Linked DNA regions of Mus musculus: region 2 is linked to region 1. A link is a contact called in public promoter capture Hi-C data. All regions are on one chromosome and are shown on one strand. Each heading gives the region's core, a stretch centred on a gene start, on an enhancer-like site or on the middle of the called end of the contact. The rest is flanking DNA. Distances are from core to core; before and after follow the strand shown.

Region 1 (3,025 bases), core at 296-2,795:
AAATCCCAGTTTTCTCTCTGTCTAGCCGTGTGCCCTTGGAAAAGCCTCTCTGCAGCCTCCATTCTGTCATCTGAAAAATCAAAATCTTCTAACGAGTGACCAGAATGATAATACTTACTCTACAAAGCACTAAGGCCGTTTTGTTCTGTGCTGTGTCCCAGGGTCTAGGGCAGTATCTGTCACTCAGTGGGTGGGCCGTCAGTACCGTTGATAGGACCTAGCGCCAGTCAGGCTTCTGTGGCAGTTACTTGCTGTAACTTGATTTCAGTCGCAGGAGCCCGACAGCAGTCTTAGGTCCACTCTTCATGGAGAGATGGACCATCCAAAGGGGGAATTTCCTTGCTGACAGTCAGATGACATGAAGGTACATTTCTCATTTGACCCCTACCCATTGTTTCCTCTTCTTTTCTCTTTTGTTTGTTTTGTTTCTTGTTGATTTGGTTGTTTGTTTTTTTTTAAACAAAGGGTCTTACATTGTAGCCCAGCTTATCCTTAGATTCAAGGCAATTCTGCCTCATACTGTCAAGTAGTGGGATACATGAGTGAGCGCCAAGCTTGGCTGCTTCGGCTTCCTAAGACTCAGTGTCCTCATCTGTAAGACAGAATACTAAAAGTATATCCTATCGTTTTTCCCCGGTGGGATTCAAGTAAGAATCTCTTAGAACCACTCCTGGCACATGGCAAGTGCACAAGTGATGCTCATTAGGAGCAAAAGGTAGCTAGAGATGCCATGCACATCCCTCTAATCCCAGCGCTTGGGGGGCCAGGGAATGGAAACAGCAGAATCAGGAGGTCAAAGCTAGCCTGAGCTACATAGTGAGTTCAAAGCCAGCTTGGGCTATATTACACTCTGTCCAGCCACGCCCCTCCGCAAATAAAAGGGTGAAGGGTAAGGAAGGAAGGCGTGGAGGAGCCTCGCGGTCCTTATTATACCCTGCAGGGGGGGGTAGTCAGGTCTGTAGCGTCCAAGCGTGATGGGCGTGGCCCAGGCTTCAAGGATGGACCAATGGGGGCGCAGAAGGGCGTGGCCTTGACTGCCATGGGCGTGACCTTGCGCGGGTGGGAGGGGCCAGGACGCTGTAGGAGCCTAGCTGAGAAGATGCTCGGGCCAGCAACCACCACCAGCAGCCCGGTCTCTGCTGCTGCCCTCGCCCGCCGCCCCCCGGGCCCCCACTAGCGACCGCCTCCGCTTCTTATCTCCGGCCCCCCGCCCTGAGCAGGGCCTTGGGAGGGGGGCTCGGCCCCTCGCATCTGTGGGGAGCCCTCAAGAAAGGGTACAGAGAGGGTGTCCTGTCTACACCTCTGCACCCCACTGGCTCAGTGACCGGCTTCGGTGATCTTTGAGAGACCAGGACCCCACCCCTCAGTTCTCCATCCCAGACCACCCCCCATACCCTCTCCACCCTGCTCCCCTCCGTCCTCCAGCTCTGTCAGCGCTTCCCCCCCCCAGCCCCCTCCCGCTTCCCTCCCCGCCGCTCCCCTCCCCCTTCCTCGCCGCCCCCTCCCCTCCCCCTCCCTCCCCTCCCCCTCCTCCGCCCCCCCACCATGAGGATGATGGCCGCCGGCGCGGTGCACGGCCTCTTCACGGCCTCCGCGGCCCCGCAGCCGCCGCCGCCCCCGCCGCCGCCGCCGCCGCCGCAGCCCCAGCCTCCCCAGCAGCCGTCGCCGCCGCCACAGCAGCCGCCGCCGCCGCCGCAGCCGCCGCAGCAGCAGCAGCCGCCGCCCCAGGCCCCCCCCATGGAGCCCGAGGCCCCGGATTCCCGCAAGAGACCCCTCGAGACGCCCCCCGAGGTGGTCTGCACCAAGCGCAGCAACACGGGAGGTGAGGCAAAGCTGAGGGACCGCGGCGTGGGGCGTGGGGGGGGATCGCGCGCCGAAGGGGGCATCGCCGTCCTCCATCATCCCCCCCCATCCCTGGCTGGCAGGTGCAAGTGCTTCAGGGAGGGGAGGGGCACCCCTCCGCGAGGAGATGGGGACCCGGACGGACCCCTTTCTCTTGTCGCCGAGGCCCCGGGGGCTGAGAGCTTTGTCTGCGACGAAAGGGGCTGGGGGGGAGGGGGTGGTAAGTGTCCTTGTGGTGTATGAGGGAACCAAGGATGAGGGGCGTGGGTCCCTTCTGGGCCAGTGTGTCCTTGAGGGGTGTGTGATGTGACCCTTTCGGGGCAGGGGTGTTCCCTCGGGCTTGCGTGTCCCGGTTGGGGGAGGGGAAGGAGTAGAGTCAGGCCTGTGGACCGAGAGCTTCTGAGCCTCACTCCCTGGGGATGTCCTGAACAAGGGTTGTCCCGGAAAGGGGCGGGTGTGGACAGTATGCAGGACCGTGCATGGAGACAGACTGGGTGGGTGTGTTGGGTGACATGGAAGAAAGGGTGGGTGTGTAAAACTGGAGGGGAAAGAGATGGAAGGCTAGGACAGGTGTGTATCCGTGGTGGGTCGTGTAGGGCCTGGATATGTGACATTAAGGGACCATGGATGTGACGGGGTAGGGGTGTGTGAGTATGTGTGTAAAAGAGAGCCGGATGTGAGGTCCTCCAAGGGAAGGTGCTTACCAGCCCGGAGGGGGCTCTTGTCCTGTGACACACCAGTGAGAGGGGGTGTGTAACATGCAGGGGGGTGTGTAGGGAGGCAGAAAGGATGGACTCTGGGTGTGAACCGTGAGAACATTCGTGGACCGGGAAAAGGGGTTCTGTGTGGGGGATACCGCTGTGTATAGGGTGGAGTGGGACCAGTAGAAGCTGGTGCTAGGATGTGACATGGAAAAGGGTGTAGGTGTGACTCTAGAGAGGCTGGGTGTGACACATGGAGGTGTGCAATAGTGACATCAGAGGGGGGTGTGTAACTGGGGGGGATGGGGGGATGAAAAGGGAGAGCTGGGGCTTGTGGTTCAGTGAAACCCATGGAGGGTGTGTTCCCAAGGAAATCGGGGGGAAAAATGGAGTTCCAAGCGACTGGGGACATATGCTTAAAACACCCTGGAGCTTGGAGTTGTGTGACACCCAAAACTGTGTAGATGTGTATAAGACAGAGA
Region 2 (3,208 bases), core at 139-2,638, 130 kb after region 1:
CTTCATCAAGTGCTGCCAGCGCACCAAGCCACAGAGTTTCCAGGTCATCCTGCAGCTACCTCCACAGCAGCTTGGCGCAGTCTTTGACAAGTGCCCTGAGCTCCGGGAGCCACTGTTGGCCCATGTGCGCTCCTTCACTCCCCACCAGGTAACTGGGTGTGGTAGAGTGGAGCCGAGTGAGCAGGAAAGCTCTGGAAGGTTTGGTTCTATGTTATGGGGTTCTGAGAGGTGCCTTTCCCTTCACCTAGCAAGCACACATCCCCAACTCCATCATGACCATCCTGGAGGCCACTGGAAAGCAGGAGCCCGAAGTCAAGGAAGCACCTTCAGGGCCCCTGGAAGAGGTGAGCGCAATGACGCCCACCTACCTGTGCCTCTCACCCCAAGACGTCCGCTCATTAAACCCACAGTCTCCCAAGATTTTGTCCCTGGTAAAGGAAAATGGCCGCCGACCCCACACACCTTTGCACCAGGATGGAAAGTCTATGCGATGTGCGCTCTTTGCTTTCAGCAGCGCTGAGTGCTCTGCTTTCTCTACCCTGATGCGTGGGTGGGGGTAGGATGCGGGTGTGTGTTAGGTGTACCCTTCCTGAGCTGAGTGCTTCTCCCACCCCAGGATGACCTGGAGCCCTTGGCTCTGGCTTTGGCCCCGGCTCCGGCCCCGGCCCCGGCCCCGGCCCCGGCCCCGGCCCCTGCCCCACGGCCCCCTCAGGACCTCATCGGCCTGCGATTGGCTCAGGAGAAGGCCCTGAAGAGGCAGCTGGAGGAGGAACAGAAGCAGAAGCCCACAGGCATCGGAGCGCCCGCTGCCTGTGTGTCCTCAACGCCCTCGGTGCCAGCAGCAGCCCGAGCTGGGCCCACCCCAGCTGAGGAGGTCATGGAATACCGGGAGGAGGGTCCCGAATGCGAGACCCCGGCCATCTTCATCAGCATGGACGACGACTCGGGGCTGGCTGAAACCACACTGCTGGACTCTAGTCTCGAGGGGCCCCTGCCTAAGGTAGGAATAGATTGCAGCAGAGCCCTGGGAATGGGTCTGAGTGGGTAACTAGCTCTTGACCCACTGCTTCTTGCCCTCTCCCGCCACCAGGAGGCAGCAGCAGTCGGGTCGAGCTCCAAGGATGAGCGGAGCCCCCAGAACCTCAGCCATGCTGTGGAAGAAGCCTTGAAGACCTCCAGCCCAGAAACCAGGGAACCCGAGAGCAAGGGGAACAGCTGACAGCTGCGGGAGTTTGGGGGGAGGGGAGGGGCGGGACGGGGCCTCCTGGAGCTTTGCCTTAACACAAATAAAAGAGGGCGTAGCTGCGCCAGGTTAGAAATCCTGAGGATGTGCCTGTGTTAGACTGCGCCTGCGCACACCGTTTCTCACCCTGAGGGCGCCCCGCGCTGGTAAAGTAACGGTAGGCAGGCAGGGTCCAGGATAGGGCAGCACACTTTTTCCGAGGCATGGGGGAACCACCGCCCAATCCTGACCCCTCTCAAACCCGGAGGGCTTCCCAAGGCTCAGAAAGGGCACGGAGTCAAGAGTACTCTCAGCCTCTGTTAACCATCCCAGAGGATGGGTTGAACCGACCACCTCCGCAGCGGGGCAGTCGGAGCAGTCAGGGCAGTCAGGACCTGCAGGGAACTGGTCTACCCCACTGGCCACAGAGGTCCAGCCTGGTCCCAGATGTTCAAGGTGATGAAGGCACCGAGTACCACCAGTCCATGCCCTTAGGCTACACGCCAGGCTTTCCCATGGAGTTCTCGCAACAGGGTTACCTGGATGATAGCAGGATGATGGAGCAGTTCCCACAGGGCCAGGACCTCTTAGAACAACTGGAGTCTACCTACCAAGGCTCGGCTTCTGGAATCCTGGGCCAGCTCAACTTGTATCCAAGAGAGGATGAGATATTCAGCCAGGACACACAGCACGGACCCTACCTGAGAGACGACCCCTCCCTCCACCTGAGGCCCTCTGACCTGGGCTTCATGCCCATTGTTGGAGAGGTACCTGACCCCGAGCCTCGTGAGCTGGCAATACAGAACGCCAAGGCCTACCTGCTGCGGACCAGCATGAGCTGCAACCTCAGCCTGTGAGAGGAGGTGGAGGGTGGAGAAGGCGGGCAGCTGACTGGGAAGGGCTCTAGCCAAGGCTGCCTCAGGTGTGGGGTCTCTGGATGTCTAAGTTAGCAGAGAGTTGGGGAAGGAATAGCAAGTGGAGCAGACACAGTGCCAACACACACCCCTAACATCTAGTCCCAGCCACTAAGCCTGTTTTTGCAGGAGACTGAACCAGAGAGGCTGGGTTATTTAAAATCACAAGCTAAGAAGGGGGAGGGCCAGTATTCTAGAGCAAGGCCTCTGGTTCCCAGGACCCTCTACTTGTCAGAGTCAATGAGCTGCAGCCACTGTCCCCCTCCTTCCATTCAGTGTGTTATAAAGAATGAACTGTGGATGTCAGATGTGGCATGGTCAGTGAAAAGGACTTAGGTGGCCAGGCAGGGGGAGGGACCTGGGATAGCACCTTGCACATAACAAGAGGTACAGTGATTGAGACTCAGGGCACAGCAAGGCCTTGGAAGGCTGCTGCTGTCTGGGACCACAGTGGGAAAGGAAGTTAGTGACGCAAGGCTGGCTAAAGCACATAGCCGATTCCATCCCTCCCCTGCTAAGAACCTGCTATGGCTCCCTAGTGCCTGGGAGAGAATATTCAGGAGGTGCGGCCCTGCCTGCTGTCAATATGCAATTTCTACTCATTACTTAGTTGTCTCTACCTCAGGCCCCAGACCCAGTCAAAATTAACCCATAGCATTTCGCCAATATATTCCCAGTCTTGAGAGCTTCAAGGTTCCTTCCTGAAGCACCCTGGCTAGTCTCACTTTTTTCTCCTGTTCTCACCTCTTTTAAGTCTCTGAGAGCATGTATGTATGTATGTGAATGTGTGTGCATGAGTGTGTGTGTGCGTGCATGTGTGTGTATGCATGTGTGTGCATGAGTGTGTGTGTGTGCATGTGTGTGTATGCATGTGTGTGCATGAGTGTGTGTGTGCGTGCATGTGTGTGTATGCATGTGTGTGTGTGTGTAAGCATACTTACTGCCTCTGGAGGCCAGAAAAAGGCATTTCTTCTGCATCTGAAGTCAGAGACCGTTGTGGGCTGCCTGACATAGGTGCTGGCAACTGAACTCTGGTTTTCTGCAAGAGTAGTAAGTACTCTTAGCCTCAGAG

The links. Promoter capture Hi-C pulls out the DNA fragments that hold promoters and counts their contacts.
Region 2: a promoter capture Hi-C map of liver shows a contact between it and region 1. The contact joins the promoter of Rsph6a here to the promoter of Nova2 in region 1. A contact is called at or near these places in 17 of 39 promoter capture datasets (the 3T3-L1 cell line, 3T3-L1-derived adipocytes, the C10 cell line and 11 more), 1 of 484 Hi-C or Micro-C datasets (embryonic stem cells), 1 of 115 datasets of contacts at active chromatin or transcription factors (embryonic stem cells) and 3 of 9 other capture datasets (adipose tissue, liver and pancreatic islet).

Annotation. Positions count from the first base shown.
Region 1 is chr7:18,924,343-18,927,367 of GRCm38.p6, forward strand. Nova2 (NOVA alternative splicing regulator 2) reads left to right here and starts at 1,546. Exons shown (of 4, transcript NM_001029877.3): 1 at 1,546-1,822. The coding sequence starts at 1,738.
Region 2 is chr7:19,053,299-19,056,506 of GRCm38.p6, forward strand. Rsph6a (radial spoke head 6 homolog A (Chlamydomonas)) reads left to right here and starts at 1,389. Exons shown (of 6, transcript NM_031255.2): 1 at 1,389-2,075. The coding sequence starts at 1,447. Sympk (symplekin) reads left to right here. Exons shown (of 27, transcript NM_026605.2): 24 at 1-148; 25 at 249-344; 26 at 617-1,000; 27 at 1,091-1,324. The coding sequence ends at 1,219.